2 separate regions of the Mus musculus genome follow, and region 1 is linked to region 2. The links are chromatin contacts, called in public promoter capture Hi-C maps. All regions are on one chromosome and are shown on one strand. The core of a region is the stretch at or near the end of the contact, and the rest is flanking DNA. Distances in the headings are between cores, read along the strand shown.

Region 1 (3,436 bases), core at 849-3,348, 710 kb after region 2:
CTCACTAGGGGACCCCCAAGATCCTTCACGAAACAAACTGTGGGTGCGGGCGATGCAGGCTCAATCACTCACAATTTCAAAGTCACACAGAACTGAGTGTGAAAGTCACTCCATTAAGCTCACTCAGGAAGCAGAGGCAGGGGGAGTTCCAGGCCAGCCTAGGCTACACAATGAGACCCCGTCTTCAAAGGAGGAAGAAGAGAGGAGGAGGAATGAAGGAAAGGAAGAAAGAGAGAAAGGAAGGAAGGAAGGAAGGAAGGAAGGAAGGAAGGAAGAAAAGCAAAGCAATAGAAATCGGAGTATGAGCAACCTTCACAGGGCCAAGTGTGGTGACCCATACCTGTCCTGCCACTCAAGACAGAGACTGGAGGATCAGGAGAGAGTTGGAGGTAGCCTGGGCTACAGGAGACCTTGTCTTAAAAACAGAACAGAACGAGCCACCTGGAAGAACTAAGCATCCTAACAAATACCTTGTAATCCCAGCACTGTAGAGCCTGAGGCAGGAGGATGGACATGGCTTCCAACCCTAGTGCCTCACTGGGGGATTCTAGGCAGGTTCTCCACCCCGGGCTCTATCCCAGTCCACATCCTTCCAACCTGGCTGCATAGATCTCAGGCAGTTTTTCACACCTCTGGGCTGTGGACACTGGGCCTGTTCATTGTCTGTGGGACACTATGGGCCCTGCAAGGCACTGTGCAGTCTTAGGCTCCACACTGCATGCCAGGACCTCCTCCCTGATTTGAGAAAGTTACACATGTCCCTAGATGTTACCCAGTGTTCCCTGCACAGCAGAGTCACCCAAGTTCAGAGACAATCTTACACTAAACTGCAAGCTGACTGTGGTGTTTTTGAGACAGTGTCTCACTCTGCAGTCGTGGCTGTCCTGGAACTCACTATGTAGCCTAAGCTAGCCTCAAATTTTCCATTTTTCTGCCTCAGTTTCCTAAGGACTGGGAGAGCACGCCTGCCACCACCGGGGTAGAGATTCTCATTTGCACCCCAGGATGGTGGGAGTCAAGGGGGGTTCCTCATAGTCTTTCTGTGACAGCTTGCACCAGAATGGCCTTAACACATATCTTCCCTGGCAGATACTGCAGGGAGCCTACCCAGGGCTAGCTGCCCTGCCCTCATGAGGAGGTAGGGGGGACTGAGGACTGAGGGACAGCAGCTAACAGATCAAAGCAGAGTCCCAAAGCCACTGAGAGCACTAGACCTGTCTGCAGCTGCAAACCGGTGAACTTGGTGCCTGGTTCCCTGACACCTGGCAACAGTTTCAGTGCTATAACAAGAGGTCCCCCAGCCAGCCACCGTCACCCTCTCTCCCACCTCGCCCCTACCCCCACCCCATCCCACCCCCGCAGTGGAGAGCTGCCCACACACCTTAACACTATTGCCCCTAACACTCCCACAGGAAGTTTCTGAAACAGTCAGTCAACACTGGAGCCTTGTGCACCCCAAGATCTAAGCCTATGTACCCTGAGTCCCTGAGAGGGACACACAGGTACCTTCCCCCTGCTCTATGTCTTTGTCTCCAAGGTGTTGGTACTGTGTGCAACCAAACAGCAAACAGGTAGTGCCCCACTCCTCCTTGACTGCACCCCACTCCTCCCTGACTGCACCCCTCTTCTCCATGACTGAACTCCATTCTTCTCTGTCTGTATCCCACTGTTGTCTGACTTCACTTCACTCCTCCCTTATTGTACCCCACTTCTCCTGACTGTACGCCACTCCCCTGACTACACCACACTCCTGTCACCTTACCCAATACGTATCTGACTGCACCAAACTCAGTCTTGTATGACTGTACCCCACTCCTCCCTAATTGACTGCACCCCACTCCTCCATAACTGATTGCCACCCATTCCTCCCTGATTGCACCCCACTCCTCTTTGACTGCACCCCAACTCTCTCTGACTGCACCCCACTCTTGTCTGACTTCACCCCACTTCTCTGGGCTGCCCCCGTCCTCTCTGAGGCAGCCCACTCCTCCCCGATACACCCCGAGTCTCTTCAGCATGCGGAGCTCACCTGCCTCCAGCCAGTGTCTCAGCAGCCGCACAGCCGAACGCACCGCGGGGCCTAGAGAGGGCTCTTCCATGGGGCGGGGTCTCCCGCGATGAGGGCGGAGCCTCTGTAGCATTCGGACCAATCAGAAGCCAAGGTGGCGGAGGTTGGTCCAGAGGAGGAGCCTAGGGCCGACAGTCTGGTAGGCTTAGCCTTGGGGGCAGGGCGGGGCTTCGGGCTCGAGTGGGCGGGCCAAACCCAGGAATGGCGTCTCCACGGGCCATTCACTAGCTGGAGGGCGGGGTTATGCGTCTAAAGATTGGCAATCAATGGTGCAATCAAAGGGGCCTCTCTGAGGAGAAGCTGCTTAACGTTAGGCATGTACTAAGTCAGGCTTTGTTTTGTTTGGATTTTCGAGTTTATTTTATTGGTGTGTATTTATTGTATGGTATAATGAGTTTCATTATGACGTTTGCATACATTTGTATCCCATATTGTGATAATATTCATCTTCCGCTGAGCATCATTTTAGCAGTAAGAAAACACCGATCAAACTCCCCATCTCAGCCCAGATCTAACAGAACAGCAAGGTCCAGTCAAAAAACCCCATGGGAGCCAGGGACAGGAAGCTCCCTTGTGGTTTTCAAGGAACGAGTTTGAATCCCGAGCAGAGACCCAGGATAGTGAGGAAATACTGATTTTTTATTTGCTTGTTTATCATTTCTGTATTCTGATGTTCATCTCCGGTTTTTTCTATTCTCTCTGTTACTTGGGTTTTTTTTTGGCTTTTGCAGTACTTGGCTTGGGTTATAACTTCAGCCATATATATATATTTTAAGACAGGGTCACAGTAAACCGCCCAGGCTGGCCTTGAACTCACCATGCAGGAGAGGATGACTTTGACTCTCCAGTGGGGGCAGTGGCACCAGGGACTCATGCTGGAAGCCCCAGCCCATGGGTCTGCATTCTCTACAAGTTTTCTTGGTGACCTCAGAGACATCTGGAACATCCCTGCAGGTAACAGCCATCCCAGGGAAAGACCAGTGCAGCCCCTGGGTGGGTGACCTCAGGATTCTGGTGTGGACTGACATTCTGTGACAGACAATCTACTGGCTCGGCTCCCTGGACTCTTGTCATTCCTGAAGGAACCTGGCTATCATCCACACACACATCCACACACATACATGCACACACATATGAATGCCCCCACCACAGACATGCACAGACAGGCACACACATGCACGTGTGCTCACACACACAAACACACACAAACACTGCACTTTATATTCAGAGAAAGCCCAGAACCTTTCTTCAGTGTTCTTCCCTGGCACATCCCATCCAGGCTGTCCCCAGACCCTACTACTGTTTGTGGTTCACCTGGTAGATGCAGAGTTGGGCTATCTTCCAGCACTTGAGAAGATGAGGCAGGAG
Region 2 (3,690 bases), core at 608-3,107:
AGACCCCCGGAGACCTAGACACCCCAGGTCTGGCTTGTAGGCCTAGCCAAGAGGAGGGAGAAGGCCCTGGGCTTTACAGCTACCCCAGACGCAAGTAAGCCGTGCGTCTTCCCTTGGGTGGAGGGCAGGGGCGCGACCTGCCGCGCCCTGTCAGTACGGACTCCAAGGCAGAATAGGAGCTGAGGGGAAACTGAGTCCGGATGAGGCGCTGCGGCTGGTCCTACACACACACACACACACACACACACACACATTCACGGTTCCCACACCGGATTCTTGGGAGATGGTGCATAAGGAATGGAAGAGAGAAGGATGCTGTGCGCCCCAGGGGAATTGCTGTGTGCTCTGGTCTGAGTCTTTTCCTCTCTACTCTGTAGAGGGAACGGGATGACAGGAAGTCAGAGATGCACACCTCTGGGTGTTGTGCCTCCCTCCTCTGAATCGCTCCGTAAACCCACATTCCTTTATTGCTGTTTTCCTGTCATCTGCCGAGGTGGCTTCTTGATGGAAGCTTGGGGCTGGGGATGGAGGCGGCTCTTTCTGTAGGACGATGTAGGTTGTGGGGCTACCGGAGTCAAAGGTGGCCTCGTGTGCAAACCTAAGGACAAGTGAGTGCATCTCTGTCCCCAGCGAATTCCAGTGTGCCTGTGGGGGTCAAGGCTTATCCCGAGGGCATCAGGAGCCATAGTGCAAGGATGGCGTCTTTTGGAGGGGAGTGTGACTTCAGTATATAGCAGGCAAGGAGAGGATGGAGGAGTGGCCTGGTGAGAGGGGTGCAGAATCGAATGCGAATGCACCCAGCCTAGAGGGCTGGTAGCCCTGTGGATTCCGAACAACAGGGTACATTAAAGAAGGGCATCAAATGTGGACTGAGAACGTCGGCACAGGTTGGCATGTGGGGATGGATGTCCGTACCTGCCGAGCCTCATCTGTTTCTTTTGGCTGGGCAGGGCATGGGTGACTTCAGCTCCAACCAGGGCTTAGATTAGATATGAGCCTTGTTCCTAGCTGGGATACCCCGAATTTGGTTTGGGTAGGATTAACATCCTACCCAAAGACAAGCATGAGTAGGTCTCCCTTGGGACCTTCTGTCAGCCCTTGGACCGGCCAGGATTTTCCTCACCCTTCAGGTGGATGCAGAAGGCGTGGAGAGGGGACTGCTTTGTTTGTATTAATTTTTGGTCTTTTGAGACAGAGCCATATGTAGCCCAGGCTAGTCATGAACCCAATATGTAGCCTAAGCTAGGCTTGAATTCTTGATCTTCCTACCACCACCTTCTGAGTGCTGAAACAATGGGTGAGCGCCACCATGCCTGCCTAACTGCCTGGACTTCTGAGCATCCCAGGGTCTGGATTTTGATTATGTCTGTCTTTCCTCCTCCCCCTCTTCTTTCCCACCCCTCAGCCCTGGACCTCAGTTTCCCTTTTGGGGGAACAGCTGTTTTAGGAAGAGAGCAGAAGGCATGGCTAGGTCCACAGCAGGTCCTCTGAGGGGATGGAATGATGAGGGGCTGAGACCCTAGACACTCACTGCTTCCCTCTACCCATGTCCTGGGTGACATCAGGGTAGGCGGGGCTTTCCAGAGAAGAAGGGAAAAAAAGAGCATTAGGTTATGTGTGTTGGGGGTGGGGGGAGCAGGTGTCACCTAAGCAGGGGAGGGGGTGTGGTTGGTTTGGGATGAAGCCTCAAGGCTGGCAAGGAGAGGAAGCTCCTGAGGAGGGAGCAGCCGAGAGGATGAGATGGTGTTACGCACTCCACCGTGCCTCAGGACGAGAGGATGCTATTGGTGGACCTCAGACAAAGGCGGAGGGAGGGGGCTTCCATAGACGGAAGGGAACAAAGACGGAAGGAGGATCAGTCGTGGAGGTCTCAGGATAGCCTTGGAGGGAGAGCCAAGCTGGGGGAGAAGGTGCTGGCCAACTGGACAGAGGGAGGAGGCCGGACAGAGAGAGAAAGAAAAGACAGACAGAAGCACAAAGAATGGGGCTGTGACGGAGCTGAGGGAGGCATGGTATCCAGGCTGGAGGTTGCTGAGCCATGAACAGAGCCACTGGGGACCCTTGCGTGAGTGGAGGGATGTGGGGCCACAGGGGGTCCCGGCCCAGGACACAAACACCTGGGAGGATTGTGGTGAGTCGGGGTCTTCTGCATCGCCCTCCCTTCCTCTTGCCCATCACTCTCTTAGCCAAGGCTGCTCGGCCTTCAGGGTGTTCTGGGCTATCTAGTGACCCCTCCTTCCCAGTGTGTCTGCCCTCCTGTCTGTCTGTCTGTCTGTCTGTCTGCAGTCAGCTTCTCCTGTGTCAGTCTGTGAGCCTGGTGGCCTCCAGGTGGCCCTGCTGACTTAGACTGCCAGGGTGACAGATGTCTGTGTGTCTCTCTGGCTGTCAGTACAGGTATCATAGAGTCTTTCTGTCTGTCCACCCATCAGTTAGCCTTATACACATCAAATAGCCTCCCAGGTTCAATTCCTCCTGTTTCTATGTCTCTCTCAAATGCTGGTTCCCAGGTGACTGGTTGACACTATTCCTGCCTCGAGGGCACACCCAGGATGGGTGGGAGGGCTGGGCTCTGCTCCAGGACTTTCTGAGAGGGAGCCGATGACCAGCACCCACTGTTGTGACCCCTTACCCCCAGGCACTGCAGGAGTTGAAAATGACCAGCTCCATGGCCTCATATGAGCAGCTGGTGCGCCAGGTGGAGGCCCTGAAGGCCGAGAACACTCACTTAAGGCAGGAGCTGAGGGATAACTCTAGCCATCTCTCCAAGCTTGAGACAGAGACTTCTGGAATGAAGGTGAGAGCCTGCATGGAGGGCATGGGTCAGAAAGACAGACACGAAAGCACCGATGTCTTGGGAGGGGTCCTCAAGGCATGTGGACTGCCAGGGTGACAGATGTCTGTGTGTCCAGGCAGCCCTGATGCTCACAGACCTATTCCCTACCATGCCCGCAGGAGGTCCTGAAACACCTCCAGGGCAAGCTGGAGCAGGAGGCGAGAGTGCTCGTGTCTTCCGGGCAGACAGAAGTGTTAGAGCAACTGAAAGGTGAGTGACTTCCAGAACGGCCCATGGCCAGCAGGGATATAGCAAGAGCAGGTCACTGACCTTCACCAGTGCCTCCCTCCCTCCAGCTCTTCAGACTGACATCAGTAGCCTGTACAACCTCAAGTTTCATGCTCCAGCCCTGGGCCCGGAGCCTGCCGCCCGGACTCCAGAGGGAAGCCCAGTGCACGGCTCTGGACCATCCAAGGACAGCTTTGGAGAGCTGAGCCGGGCCACCATCCGCCTGCTGGAAGAACTGGACCAGGAGAGGTGAGAGGGCGTGGGAAAGGACCTGCCCCCAGGGACCTCTGCCCTCGGATTGGGTCGCTGGCAATGACCCCGCCCCCAACCAGCCACACCCACCTCCAGGCTCTTTCACTCATCTCCACTCTATCCCTGTCTGGCTGACCCCAACTGGTGGACAGAGGATATGAGGACATTCCTGGCAAGGGGAAAGGCTCCTGGGAGAGAAGAGCCTCCACCCCCATCTCCGGGGCCGAGACATACAGGCGTCCCTAGGGACAGAGCCGTATCCAAAGTCAGGGCTCAGAAACAGGCCTGACGCCAGAGATCCTCAAGGAGGCCTTTGTTGATAGAAGGACAGAAGCCCAAAAATTCTGGGCCCAGGGCCAGTGGAGGGGGCAGCACCA

What was found. Capture Hi-C pulls out chosen DNA fragments and counts their contacts.
Region 1: a contact with region 2 is called in a promoter capture Hi-C map of liver. The contact joins the promoter of Gng7 here to the promoter of Apc2 in region 2. A contact is called at or near these places in 3 of 39 promoter capture datasets (liver and macrophages) and 1 of 9 other capture datasets (liver).

The regions. Positions count from the first base shown.
Region 1 is chr10:81,012,827-81,016,262 of GRCm38.p6, forward strand. It overlaps Gng7 (guanine nucleotide binding protein (G protein), gamma 7), which reads right to left and starts at 2,099. Exons shown (of 4, transcript NM_010319.3): 1 at 2,030-2,099.
Region 2 is chr10:80,299,185-80,302,874 of GRCm38.p6, forward strand. It overlaps Apc2 (APC regulator of WNT signaling pathway 2), which reads left to right and starts at 1,858. Exons shown (of 15, transcript NM_001372241.1): 1 at 1,858-2,131; 2 at 2,636-2,794; 3 at 2,953-3,043; 4 at 3,130-3,310. The coding sequence starts at 2,039.